4 separate regions of the Mus musculus genome follow, and regions 1, 2 and 3 are each linked to region 4. The links are chromatin contacts, called in public HiCAR-type and promoter capture Hi-C maps. All regions are on one chromosome and are shown on one strand. The core of a region is the stretch at or near the end of the contact, and the rest is flanking DNA. Distances in the headings are between cores, read along the strand shown. Region 1 holds the start of Fubp1 (far upstream element (FUSE) binding protein 1). Region 2 holds the start of Miga1 (mitoguardin 1). Region 3 holds the start of Nexn (nexilin). Region 4 holds the start of St6galnac3 (ST6 (alpha-N-acetyl-neuraminyl-2,3-beta-galactosyl-1,3)-N-acetylgalactosaminide alpha-2,6-sialyltransferase 3).

Region 1 (2,700 bases), core at 128-2,627, 1.5 Mb before region 4:
CAATTACTGATGAGTAAATGCTATTTGCTGGGCAAACTTCCTTAAAACGCGACTGAAATACTCTCATTAGCTAGTTTTCCTACATATTGCTATGATTAAATCTGTAGCCCAATACCTTTACTGTTTTTCTAAATCCACGGACATTCCTAGACATCCATGAACAGGTTAAACAGGTCAAACTGAGCTATCAAATGGCTAAGACAGAGCTGGTTTTAAGAAAATCATGCTGTTTGTATCTGCCAGCACCTGACTTAGTAACTGATAGTGGGTACTGGACACATAGTTTCCGGCTATCGGAAAGCCAAGGGAACATATTTCTCTCATTCTAAGATTGGTGTTAAGAAAAATGCTTCTTAGACTGAGAGGGGGGAAACGTCATACATTAGACAGTCCATTTTGCCTTTTTCTTAGCTAAACTGAGAGCAGGGATCATTGTGGCATACTAAGTATAAACAGAATAAAGGCCCAAGAACCCTCATTCACCGTAGTAATTGCCAGCATTAGGCTAGCATGGCTAAGACACGCTCAGGAATGGTCTGGAGAAACGTGGTTATTGGCATATATGACAAATATTAGAAACTGCCTGCAAAGCCAACTAGTCCAGAAATGAAAATTCAGACCATGACATTGATCTGACTACCCGCAGGGGCGCGGGGGGGGGGGTGGGGAAAACGCAGTAAAGCCGGTTTGTGTCAGGAGCATGACACGTTCGTGACATAAGGGGCACATGGTAAGACTGGCCAAAGACACGCAACGCTAGGTGTCTACATACTGGATGTGCAACACTCACGTTTTTAAAGGACAAAGGGCGGTCATACTTTCACCATCCGCTCGCCCACACTATTTTACATAAGAGACTCAGTAGGCAATCGGCTCGAGAACTAAGGGCCCGGTGGTCTGAGTTCCTCCCCGCTTGTGACCGGCCCGGGTGGAGACATGGGCAGAGGCAGCTCGGCGCCCCGGAGCATGGTGGGCTCCCGCCGCCGGGCCGCAGACGGTTCCGCAGCGTCGCCGCGGACGCCCCGCACGCCCCGTGCGCGCGGCCCTCGGGCTGTGCGGCCGCGCGACACTGTTGCGTGACGTCCCCGCCCGACGACGTCAGGCCCCTTACTACGGAAACACGGAAGGACACTAGCTAGCTCCCTGATCCGCGACGGCCTTTCCAAGTCCCCTACAAGCGCGGGCGGCACACTTCCCGGGCGCCACTGCCTCAGCCGCCGAGGCGAGGGAACAATGGCCCGCACTCGCGCTGCGAGGAGGCGCCCAGAGAGACCCTACTCTCGTGGGAGCCCGGTCAAGTCTCGCGATATTCTTCGCCCGGCGTCCCTTCTCTGTACCCTCCACCCCCTCTTCACCCCCCGCCAATCGCGCGTCAGCGCTGAAACATCGCGGGATTTCCGTCTGCCAGTCTCCGCCCCTTTACGGCACGATGGTCGTGCAAGAATGTGATAGAGCCTCGACGGCCGCCATCTTCTTCCTTTCTTAGCAGTTAACCGAGAGCGGCGCCTCCCTCCGCGAGGAAACGGCAGCGTGTGCTGTAGCGTGGGTATGGCCGACTACTCCACAGTGCCTCCGCCGTCGTCTGGCTCGGCTGGCGGCGGCGGCGGCGGAGTCGTTAACGACGCTTTCAAAGATGCCCTGCAGAGAGCGCGGCAGGTAAGCGTGGACCGACCGCGCGGCGGCTTCCCCTCCCCGACCCCCGAGAGCCGCCGGCGGGGCAGGTCCGGCCCTGCTCGCACTCGCGGCTGCCGCCCGAGGAGATGGCGTCTTCTCACGAGGGGTCCCAGCGGCTCGAGGCCGAGCCCGTTGTCGTGGTCTGAAGCGCCCCCCCCTCCCACGCGCTCTCCCCGAGCGTGGCCTCCACTTCCGCCCCGCGCGCGCGGCCTCGCCGCCCCGTGCGCCCTGCCTGCCCCGGCTCCCTCGGCTCCGGTTCCGCCCGACCCAGGCGCGTGGAAGGTTCTGGGCGCTCAGGTCACGGCGAGGGCAAGCCAGGGAGGGCCGGCTGCCTGGCTAGCGGTCCCCGCCGCTTCCCGCGCCGCCGAGCTCTCCACCCTCGCCGTAATTAGCCTAACGTTCCCCGCGGCGTTCACCAGCGAGGCTCTCCCCGGGGCGGGATCTGCGTGCGATCCACCAATCCTTTCCCCAGCTCCAAATGGCCCCGGGCCCTTTCTTCCCCAGCCTTGAGTTTGAATCTGCCTCTCTCTTCCCAAGTCGAAGCCTCCAACCTCTTTGTGCTACGTAGGGACGTACTGTTGCCTCGAATGGCAACCATTTTCCCAGATGAAAAGGGTTGGATAGATAAGAGTCCTTGCATTTGACACCCCCCCCCCAATAACCTGAACGTCAATGTCTTCAAGTAGCCCCCGCCCCCGACTTCTTTGTAGCTTAAAAATGTATAATGTTGCCTTGCCGGGTGGGGTGGTGCTCGACTTTAGTCCCAGCACTCGAGAGACAGAGCCTGGCAGGTCTCTTGAGTTTGAGGCCAGTCAAAACGGCCAAGAGGGACCTGTCTCAAAAAAAAAAGTATGTTATGGAATTTGCCTGTAAGGTAAAATAAACCCTTATGGCTCTGTTGTAGTTGCTAGACATGAGCAGGTTTTTAAAGCCAGCTTTGACTATACTGGAAACTTCCTTCAGGACCGAAAGATTACCGACTCAATCAAGGTTTATCAAGTCTACCATAATACAGCAAGCACACTT
Region 2 (2,700 bases), core at 43-2,542, 1.4 Mb before region 4:
TGGTGGCTCACAGCCATTTATAACTCCAGTTCCAAGGAATTCCACACCCTCCTCTGGACTCCACGGACTGTCGTACCTGGTGCATGGGCATGCAAGCAAAACACTCATATATTTAAAGGAATAAAATAAAAAATACCAGTGACGAAGTGCTTATTTGAGCTTGGCACAGCACTTTGCTCAAAGAATCCGGACAAACCTTTACTTTTGAATTCTAGATACCTCGTTTCTTCTTACTGAAAATCACCAAGGAAACTGAATCTAAACATGATCGTCACTAGCTGACAAACTTCCACAGTAGGCGTTCCGGTTTCTTACAGAAGTATAATGAAAATAAACATGGAAGCAGTTTTATGACTATTCAAATTTGTAAAAGAAACCATAAAACATCACTGCAAATGACCTCACTCTTTGCATGCACCAAGCACTGGTTTATTAAAAGTGTCAATCACCGGAGTTTTCATTTTTAACATCCTGAAATTCTATTCTACAACTCTGACTCTAAGAGCAAGAAGTGAACTGCTACTGAGCCTATATGACACGAAGTGCGAATATACACAACTTAAAACTCTGAGGCTGTACACACACACACACACACACACACACACACTCGAGGGGTTCCATGCTGGCCAGGCAGGCCTGGAATCACTAGGTAACCGAGAACGACCCTGAATCTCTGATCCTTCTGCCTCCACCTGCCCCGTGCTAAGACCACGCATGCAACAACTCCTCTTGTTATCTGAGGAGATATTTCAATGGAATAAGTAGTCGTTACTGACAATAACCTGGTAACAATAATCGCCTGTGAGCTCTGTGTAAAACCAAGATGGCTAGTGGTCACGCCTATAATCCCATCACTAGGGAGGCTGAGGCAGGAGGATTACCACCAGCGGGAGCCCCCGCGTGGTCTCTGAAGTGAGTTCCAGACACGCAGTCTGTTGGGTTGCAGGGTGAGACGCTGGCCGAATAAAAACAATCATTCTAAAAACAAGATGTCTGGGCGGCTCCCAAAAGAGCAGGTGCTCAAGAATTCTGGTGAGCGGGCCACGGCTTCTCCGCAGCCGCCCCGTGACGGGCGTCATCAGCACCCAGGCAGCTGCTAAGGTCCCCGCCGCCCGCGCTGTCCCCGTCCCCGCTCACCGCCGTTCTCTCCGCTCTGCGGGCCCCGCGCTCCGAGCGGTGTGGTCCCCGGCCCGTCGCCCGCTCTGCCCCGCGCCCGCCAGCACCTGAGCCTCCTCGGTCTCCCAGCCGCAGCCCGCACCTAGCAGCCTCTGGCTGCGGGAGGCGGAGTTCTTCCGGGGTCACGACGCAAAGGTAAGGAAAGTGGAGGGGCCGCGGGCGGACTGCGTGAGGGGCTACGTGCGAGGCCGCTCCCGCCATGTTTGTTCAGGGCAGTGGGCTCTGGCTTAGCCTGCTGCTCAGTGGAGAATGGCAGCCCTTTATATAAATAAACCTTGTCAGAGGAGTTGGTAACTTCTTAGGACTATAGGACCGTTCAGAGAATCTGACTAAAACGATGGAGGTTTTTCCTATAAAAAATGGCCAGAGCTAAGGCGTGGTGGCACACGCCTTTAATCCCAGCACTCGGGAGGCAGAGGCAGGCGGATTTCTGAGTTCAAGGCCAGTCCGGTCTACAAAGTGAGTTCCAGGACAGCCAGGGCTACAGAGAAGCCCCGTCTCGAAAAACCAAAACAAACAAACAAACAAACAAACATTATTTATTAAAGTAAACATTACAAACACACACCGCACACAGGTGCACAGACGCACATGCACACCATTTTGAGGCCCAGAAACCCATCGTGGATCCCAAATTAAGAATTTCTGGGCTGGAAATGTAGGTCCTTGGTAGAGTTTATGCTGAGCATATGAGGCTGTTTAATTAATTCCTCCACCAAGCAACCAAGCAAGTTCTATCACAGCCCCTCAGCCCTCAAGTAAGTGAGGGTAACAGGCAGGATGAATGGACCATATATAAATGATGCATTATTATTATTTTAATTCTTTTATTTTTAATCTTCCACTAAATTTAGCAACCTAAGACTAGCAATGAAGTTAAGAATGAAGTATTCTAGATTGAGGGTTAAAAATCAACCATCAGAGCTGTGTGGTGGTGCATACCTTAAGCCCTCAGAAGGCAGAGATGGGCGGATCTCTGTGAGTCTGAGGCTAACTCTGATAGCCGAGGCTACACACAAAAATCCTATCTCCAAAAGCAAACAAAACAAAAAAAAAAAAAAAAGAAAAAATCAAACATTAAGGATCTGGCTCAGTTAAAAGCGCTCATCTCTCTTGTACAAGATTCCCACTATCCACAGCAGGCAGCTCACAACAGTCCAGAACTCTGGTTCCATGAGGATGGAATGTTCTCTGATGGCTTTGAAGGCTACCTGCACACTTACAAACATGTAAAATACATCGTCTCTCATCAAAGCAGCCATCACGCCTGTTTAAACACCTGCATCAGTTGCTGGCCCCAGCTGACAGTGTCCTGGAGTCGCCTCCCCAGCAAAGGCCAACCAAAGAGGACCTTGGTTCCTGAATGAGGTGGGGAGGTGACTTAGGACTCGGTGGGATATGCTTAGAGTTCTGACACAATCTCAAGAATTTCTGAAAAGGAGATTTTGCTCTGGTGTTGTGTGTATGTGTGTGTTTTGTTACTGTTTTCTAGAAATATATGTATATGTACATATATATATATGT
Region 3 (2,700 bases), core at 67-2,566, 1.5 Mb before region 4:
GGGCCTCAGGGTGCTGGCCTGTAATTCCAACTGCGCTGGAGGCTGGGACGGTCACAGTCCTGCCTGCCGGCACTACCGAGTTCAAGGCTCGCCTGGAAAACCTAGTAAAATAGATAAGGAAAGAACTTAGAAGCAAGAGAGCTTGCCTAGCAGGCACCAACTACACAGCATGAAATCTGTTTATATTACCACCTCCGCCCCCACGCACAAACAAAAGACTTTCCTTCAGTTAATTATGCACTTTCCCCATACAAACACACCCAAACGCAAAACAAACAAAACAAAAAAACAAAAACATGCAATTTGGATTTTCTTACAGTGGCAGTTCAACATATAAATGAATAATATTGGGGGAAATTTTATGTAGTTCACACACTATCGTGTGACCAAGACAGTCTAAAAACTTCGTTTCACAATACCGGGAACATACTTCTGAGACTCGTGCAATGGGCCGCGCGGCTCCTATACAAAAGTTGGTTGATGAATGACGCCCCGGTCAGAAAGGTGATTTCTTCGTGGGGCTTCTTTTCTCTGCCTGTCTGTCTTTTTCCAAGGGTAGTCACTTTGTGAGGGCATGCCATGTGCTATTTTTACCACGTTATCTATGCTCAACTCCTTGTCCACATTGTGGCCTTAAAAATAAAACGCTTATCTCAAGCCACTGAGCAATCACCTAATCTCTCAATTTGCTCCTTCTTCATTCAGACACACACACAAAGAGAGAGACCTGTATGTATGTGTTATGTATATGTGTATATAAACATATATGTATATATTACTCTTGAACATCTCACATATGATGCCTTTACTCTGACTTTTAGAGCTAGCTGCTCAACCTCCAAGTGTATCCCTGTCTTGGCACTGGGGAACAATTTGGAGGCCGGGCATGGCAGCCTAATAAATCCTTAATTTCCCCGCTTCCACGGACCCATCCGCAATTTCTTTAAAATCTCAGCCACAGCTGGCGGAGTCCGCAGTGGGCACGTGTTGGGTGCCACAGTGAACTCGCCCGCTCGGACCCTAGGGGTCCCCGGCGGAGAGCGTACACACATTCGGCTCATGGAAACACTCTCCCCCAAACTCAGCCGCCCAGATGCAGGTGGAGCAGAAGCGCCCGGCCCGGCGAGGGACCCCCAACCCCCGCAGCCCAGGATGGTCTGGCCGAGCGCAGGCCACCAGGAGGGCCCGGAGCCCCGCCGCGTCCGCCCAGCCCAGCCCAGCCCAGCCCTCCTACCCGCCTGCCGCCGCCCGGGCGCCGCTCCTCCCGCTCCGCGCTGCGTGTCGGGCTCTGCGCGCTGCCCCCGCCGCTCCCGCCGCCCGAGCCCGCTGGCCGCCGCGCGCCAGCAGCAAGTTTCCATAAAAGTCCTGGTGCAGCGGCTCCCGCATTCCAGACGGGCCCAGCGCCCGCTGCAGCTGTTCCCGGACCAGGCCAGTCCCCACCCCCACCGCCGCGCAGCAGAGGGTGGAGAGTCACCCAGAAAGAAGAGGGGCGCTGGCTGCCACCGCAGGCTGCCTCCTGGCAACCTGCCGGCCCGCTTCCCTCAGATTCTCTACCTGCCCTAGTAGCCCATAAAACTCCCTGACTTCTGGCCAGCTTCCCCTTTCCTTCGGAAGGAATGGGGCGACAGTGTGAAAACGCTGAGTCTGTCTGCCGCTCCTCTTTAACCTCGAGGAGAGGTGACTGGAAAAGACGCTCAAGGGAACGGGATAAGAGCCTGCTCTTAACTCAACGGCTCACCTTTCCTTAGCTGAAGGCAATACAAATCTGCGCTCTCACATCATCTAAAAGCACGACGTGAGTGTTAGGCACAAGCCTGCCAGGAAAACTACACTGGAGTGTGAGAGGCAAGCCCAGCTGAGGCCTCTTTGGATAAAGAGAGGCCCCGCTTCACTCCATCAACAGCAACCAACCAAACCGAGGAGCCATAGCTCTATGAGGAGCATGTTTGTGTCACAAAACAAGGCCCCGGGGTCACCTCCCAGAGCCACACAACAAAAACAGCATTAGTGAAACAAGTTAGCCAGTGCGGGGTGGGGGGCGGGGGACAGAGAGGGGGGCCCCAGCACTTAGGAGGGGACGGCACGAGCAGAGTTCCAAAGCTAGTCTTCACTATAGAGAGTCTGAGGACAGCCCGGGCTTCAATAGGCCATCTCTCGGAAATCCCCAAAGAAAAGAAAAATGAGAGGCACCGAGGTAGGTGACCCAGGGACAAAGGAAACCACTTCTGATTCCATCAGCAGACAGACCAAAGCTCAGGTGATGTTATTGCTCTTGAATATAGTGGTTTGCCATCCCAGCCCTCACTATCACCAGGAGGTAAATGTCAATAGGAGGTCTGGAGGCCGGCTCGTCCCTTCCACGATTCGGTGCCTTCACCTGTTCCGTTCATGGGAATGTCCACAGCCCCATACAAGCTCCCTACAGGACCCCTCCGTTTGAACCGCTCCTCTCCCGGAAGCCCCTCCCAGCGCTCTCCATGTCTACTGCAAGGCTCGAGGAGTCTTTTCCTCACCGTGCACTTATAATTGTATCTTTATTCTGATTAAAAAAAAAAAACTATTTGGAGACCCATGAGAGCTAATTACCCTTCTGAGGGTAGCTCCTCACTAGGCCCACTTTTTAAAAGATTTATTAATTTATTCATTTTATGAGTACACTGTAGCTACCTTCAGACACACTAGAAGAGGGAATCGGATCTC
Region 4 (2,700 bases), core at 168-2,667:
CAGGACCTTGGCATTTGTAAAAGTCCAATCAGCAGCACCACTCCAGAGCAAGCACACTCACACAGACAGAAGATGCATGACAGGGGAAAAACCAATAGAGGAAGACATGACCAACAACAGGACATGGCAGGCGCCTTGATTTCCTTTTAGCAAATGACACAAATAAATAGAGACGATGTGGTGACCTAGTTCCAGTTCCTGTGAGTTCAAGTTGCATTCTGTGATACCAATGGATTATTTCCTCCTAACTTTGCCACCCTTGGGGAAAAAAAAAGAAAAGAAAAGGCGTGGAAAGTGTTCCAAAACAAACGGCAAGCTCAGGAAAGTCACAATAAGGGTCTGCTGCCTCGCTTCATGAGAGGGAAGGATGACTGGTACAACTTCAACAGCAGCCCAAGACTATATTAAGTGCTACGACACACAAGACTGTTCTGTGTGGCCCTTGGTCACACAGCACCTTCTCGGGGCTGGAAACCGAACACCTTAGTTTTCTCTCCGGGATGGGAAACCTTCATGCTGCTCAAGTTTGGATCCACGGAGTCAGACTGGGCAACTGAATAAGGACAGCGAGGAAAAACCAGAACAGGCTAGGGAGTGAACTTTCTCGGTGAGTTGGAAACAAGTCTTCCCAGAAAAGGTCCTCACCAAGTAGGTCCACGCAAAGCCTTCAAGCCTGTGGCTAAGGAGTCACTAAGAACATGGAATGTACCAAGGCTTGAAAGAACTCAGCAAAATAGGGCTGGACTCTGGGTAGATACTGTCTGTTCACATGTGAGCCTAAGGAAGTCCAACATTCTACCTATGTCCATCTAATGAACTTTTCCAACTTAAGTCCCGGCACCTGGAGCTAGTTCCCCAGAAAACTCATCCCTACAGGGCTACCTGTAGACCTAGAAGTTTATGTGTTCCCGGGAGCAAAGGCTGCGGGCTCTCTGCACCCTCTCCTCCTCCTCTCAAACGCTGTGCCCCTCACCCATGCTGGGCCACTCCTTTTCAGCCCATGGCCCCCCACAGGCCGCGGGCTGCCCTGACCCAAGTCTCGGAGCACCCTCTGCTCCGCCTGCTATACCCATCATTCGGCACGCCGCCGCGCGCTCCCTGCCCAGCTCCTTCCAGACAGGAGCCAGCCGGCAGCAGTGCAGGCAAGGAGTCTGTGCCCAACGCACATTACATAGTCTCCCACCCAGATGCCTTGGCCAAAGGAACAAAAAGGAAGCCGACGCCAGGAAGAGACGGGCGGGCTGAGGATGCGGCGGGACCGCGGCGGGCTCCACGCCTCGGCGCACCCAGCAGGCGGAGCTCGCATGCGGCCCACCGCCGAGCTGTTACCTTGAGGATGCAGGCCATGGCGCTATGGATCGACCCTGTGGCTCGCTGCACCTCGGCCCCGCAGCTGGACCACTCCAGCCCACATTCCCGCAGAGCGAGCCGGGCCGCGGGAGCTGCGCGCTCAGGCCCCACCCCCGAGCCCCGCCACTGGCTGGCGCCACACGAGGCCCCGCCCCTAGTCACGTGCCCTCCGTGCAGCCCGCAACTGCTTGCTACTCCACCGCTGCTACTACTTCACCTTTTTTTCCAAACCCTTCTGCAGATGGAGGTATGTAAAGCCCGGCTTGCAGCAGACCCAGATCTGCTTAACCTGAGGACAGAAGGTGGCCCTTCCAGCTGCACTCGCCCATCAGAGAACCCACAGATGTGCCACTTTCCAAAAAGTTAGCTTTGTTTGGCACCATTCCGATGCAGGCATGGGGCCCATCACAGGATTCTTCGAAAGCAGCTGGAAGTGCCCAGGGCTAGCCCTTGGGCACTGCAGAATTCTGTGGTGTGCGTCTCTTGTTATGATTGATCGTCTGTCAACCTGAAAACACAAACAACTAGAGATGCTGAAAGATTGAACACTCTTGGTCTTCAAAAAAGAAGCCACAATCTTCACACAATGTGACATTGTGCACAGCATGTGTAGCATATGGGCACATAAACATATGCAGCTGTGACTGTTGTATTCTGTTGCAAGTTCGTAAAATGCTTATGTACACAATGTATAAAGATAATGTTCATGTGTGTACACCTATGTACAGAGTATGATGCACAGGACTTTGCTACTCACTACTACTATCTTGGAATTTAGAGAACTCAGTTAAAATTTCAACAACCAAGTTACATATTAGCTTTTCCTCTTAAGTCTGGACATCTAGGAAGGTCCTGACCTCCACCATGAACTGTCCTGTGTTAAAGAGCAGTGCAGATTTACCCAAGAGGTGACATGGGCAAACTGGAACCTGGTCCTCTCTGGGTCCTTAATGGACTCTGTGTGTCCCAAACCAGACCTGCTAAGAGAACAATCATTTCTACAAGAAGAGGTTATGCCCAGAGAGAGGAAAGGTCTGTAGATACACAAATTCCTGCTGTCTAGAAGTCACACAAGTCTTTAAATTACTCCCCAAAACATCTACCTTAAAGTCATCTCCCTCGCAGATTAGCTGGCCTGCACAGCATCAGGGAAAGCATGTGATCTGAGAGTGACCGAGGGTCATGAGATGGCTCCCACACCAACAGACAGGAATTGCTCAGGACATTCAACAGGAGAAATCACAGGGAAGATACTGAAAAGACTAGAGTCCTATTCAAACTGCCTGTTCCCAGGCAAGCTCTGTCTGTCTCCAGGGTGACTAAACTCTTCTCTGTTGCCACTTCCTCCCA

What was found. Promoter capture Hi-C pulls out the DNA fragments that hold promoters and counts their contacts. HiCAR-type assays count read pairs that join an accessible place to other places.
Region 1: a promoter capture Hi-C map of pre-B cells shows a contact between it and region 4. The contact joins the promoter of Fubp1 here to the promoter of St6galnac3 in region 4. A contact is called at or near these places in 1 of 39 promoter capture datasets (pre-B cells) and 2 of 115 datasets of contacts at active chromatin or transcription factors (astrocytes and embryonic forebrain).
Region 2: a contact with region 4 is called in a promoter capture Hi-C map of embryonic stem cells, with 4 times the contacts expected there. The contact joins the promoter of Miga1 here to the promoter of St6galnac3 in region 4. A contact is called at or near these places in 5 of 39 promoter capture datasets (the C10 cell line, cranial neural crest, embryonic stem cells and 2 more) and 1 of 115 datasets of contacts at active chromatin or transcription factors (astrocytes).
Region 3: a HiCAR-type map of astrocytes shows a contact between it and region 4, with 4 times the contacts expected there. The contact joins the promoter of Nexn here to the promoter of St6galnac3 in region 4. A contact is called at or near these places in 4 of 39 promoter capture datasets (cranial neural crest, embryonic stem cells, hippocampal neurons and 1 more) and 1 of 115 datasets of contacts at active chromatin or transcription factors (astrocytes).

Annotation. Positions count from the first base shown.
Region 1 is chr3:152,209,045-152,211,744 of GRCm38.p6, forward strand. Fubp1 (far upstream element (FUSE) binding protein 1) reads left to right here and starts at 1,378. Exons shown (of 20, transcript NM_057172.4): 1 at 1,378-1,656. The coding sequence starts at 1,549. It also overlaps a transcript of Dnajb4 not described here.
Region 2 is chr3:152,339,115-152,341,814 of GRCm38.p6, forward strand. It overlaps Miga1 (mitoguardin 1), which reads right to left and starts at 1,293. Exons shown (of 16, transcript NM_174868.4): 1 at 1,138-1,293.
Region 3 is chr3:152,264,479-152,267,178 of GRCm38.p6, forward strand. It overlaps Nexn (nexilin), which reads right to left and starts at 1,317. Exons shown (of 14, transcript NM_001357206.1): 1 at 1,235-1,317. Gm31999 (a long non-coding RNA gene) reads left to right here and starts at 2,042. Exons shown (of 2, transcript XR_376257.1): 1 at 2,042-2,194; 2 at 2,283-2,560.
Region 4 is chr3:153,723,716-153,726,415 of GRCm38.p6, forward strand. It overlaps St6galnac3 (ST6 (alpha-N-acetyl-neuraminyl-2,3-beta-galactosyl-1,3)-N-acetylgalactosaminide alpha-2,6-sialyltransferase 3), which reads right to left and starts at 1,418. Exons shown (of 5, transcript NM_011372.2): 1 at 1,330-1,418. The coding sequence starts at 1,347.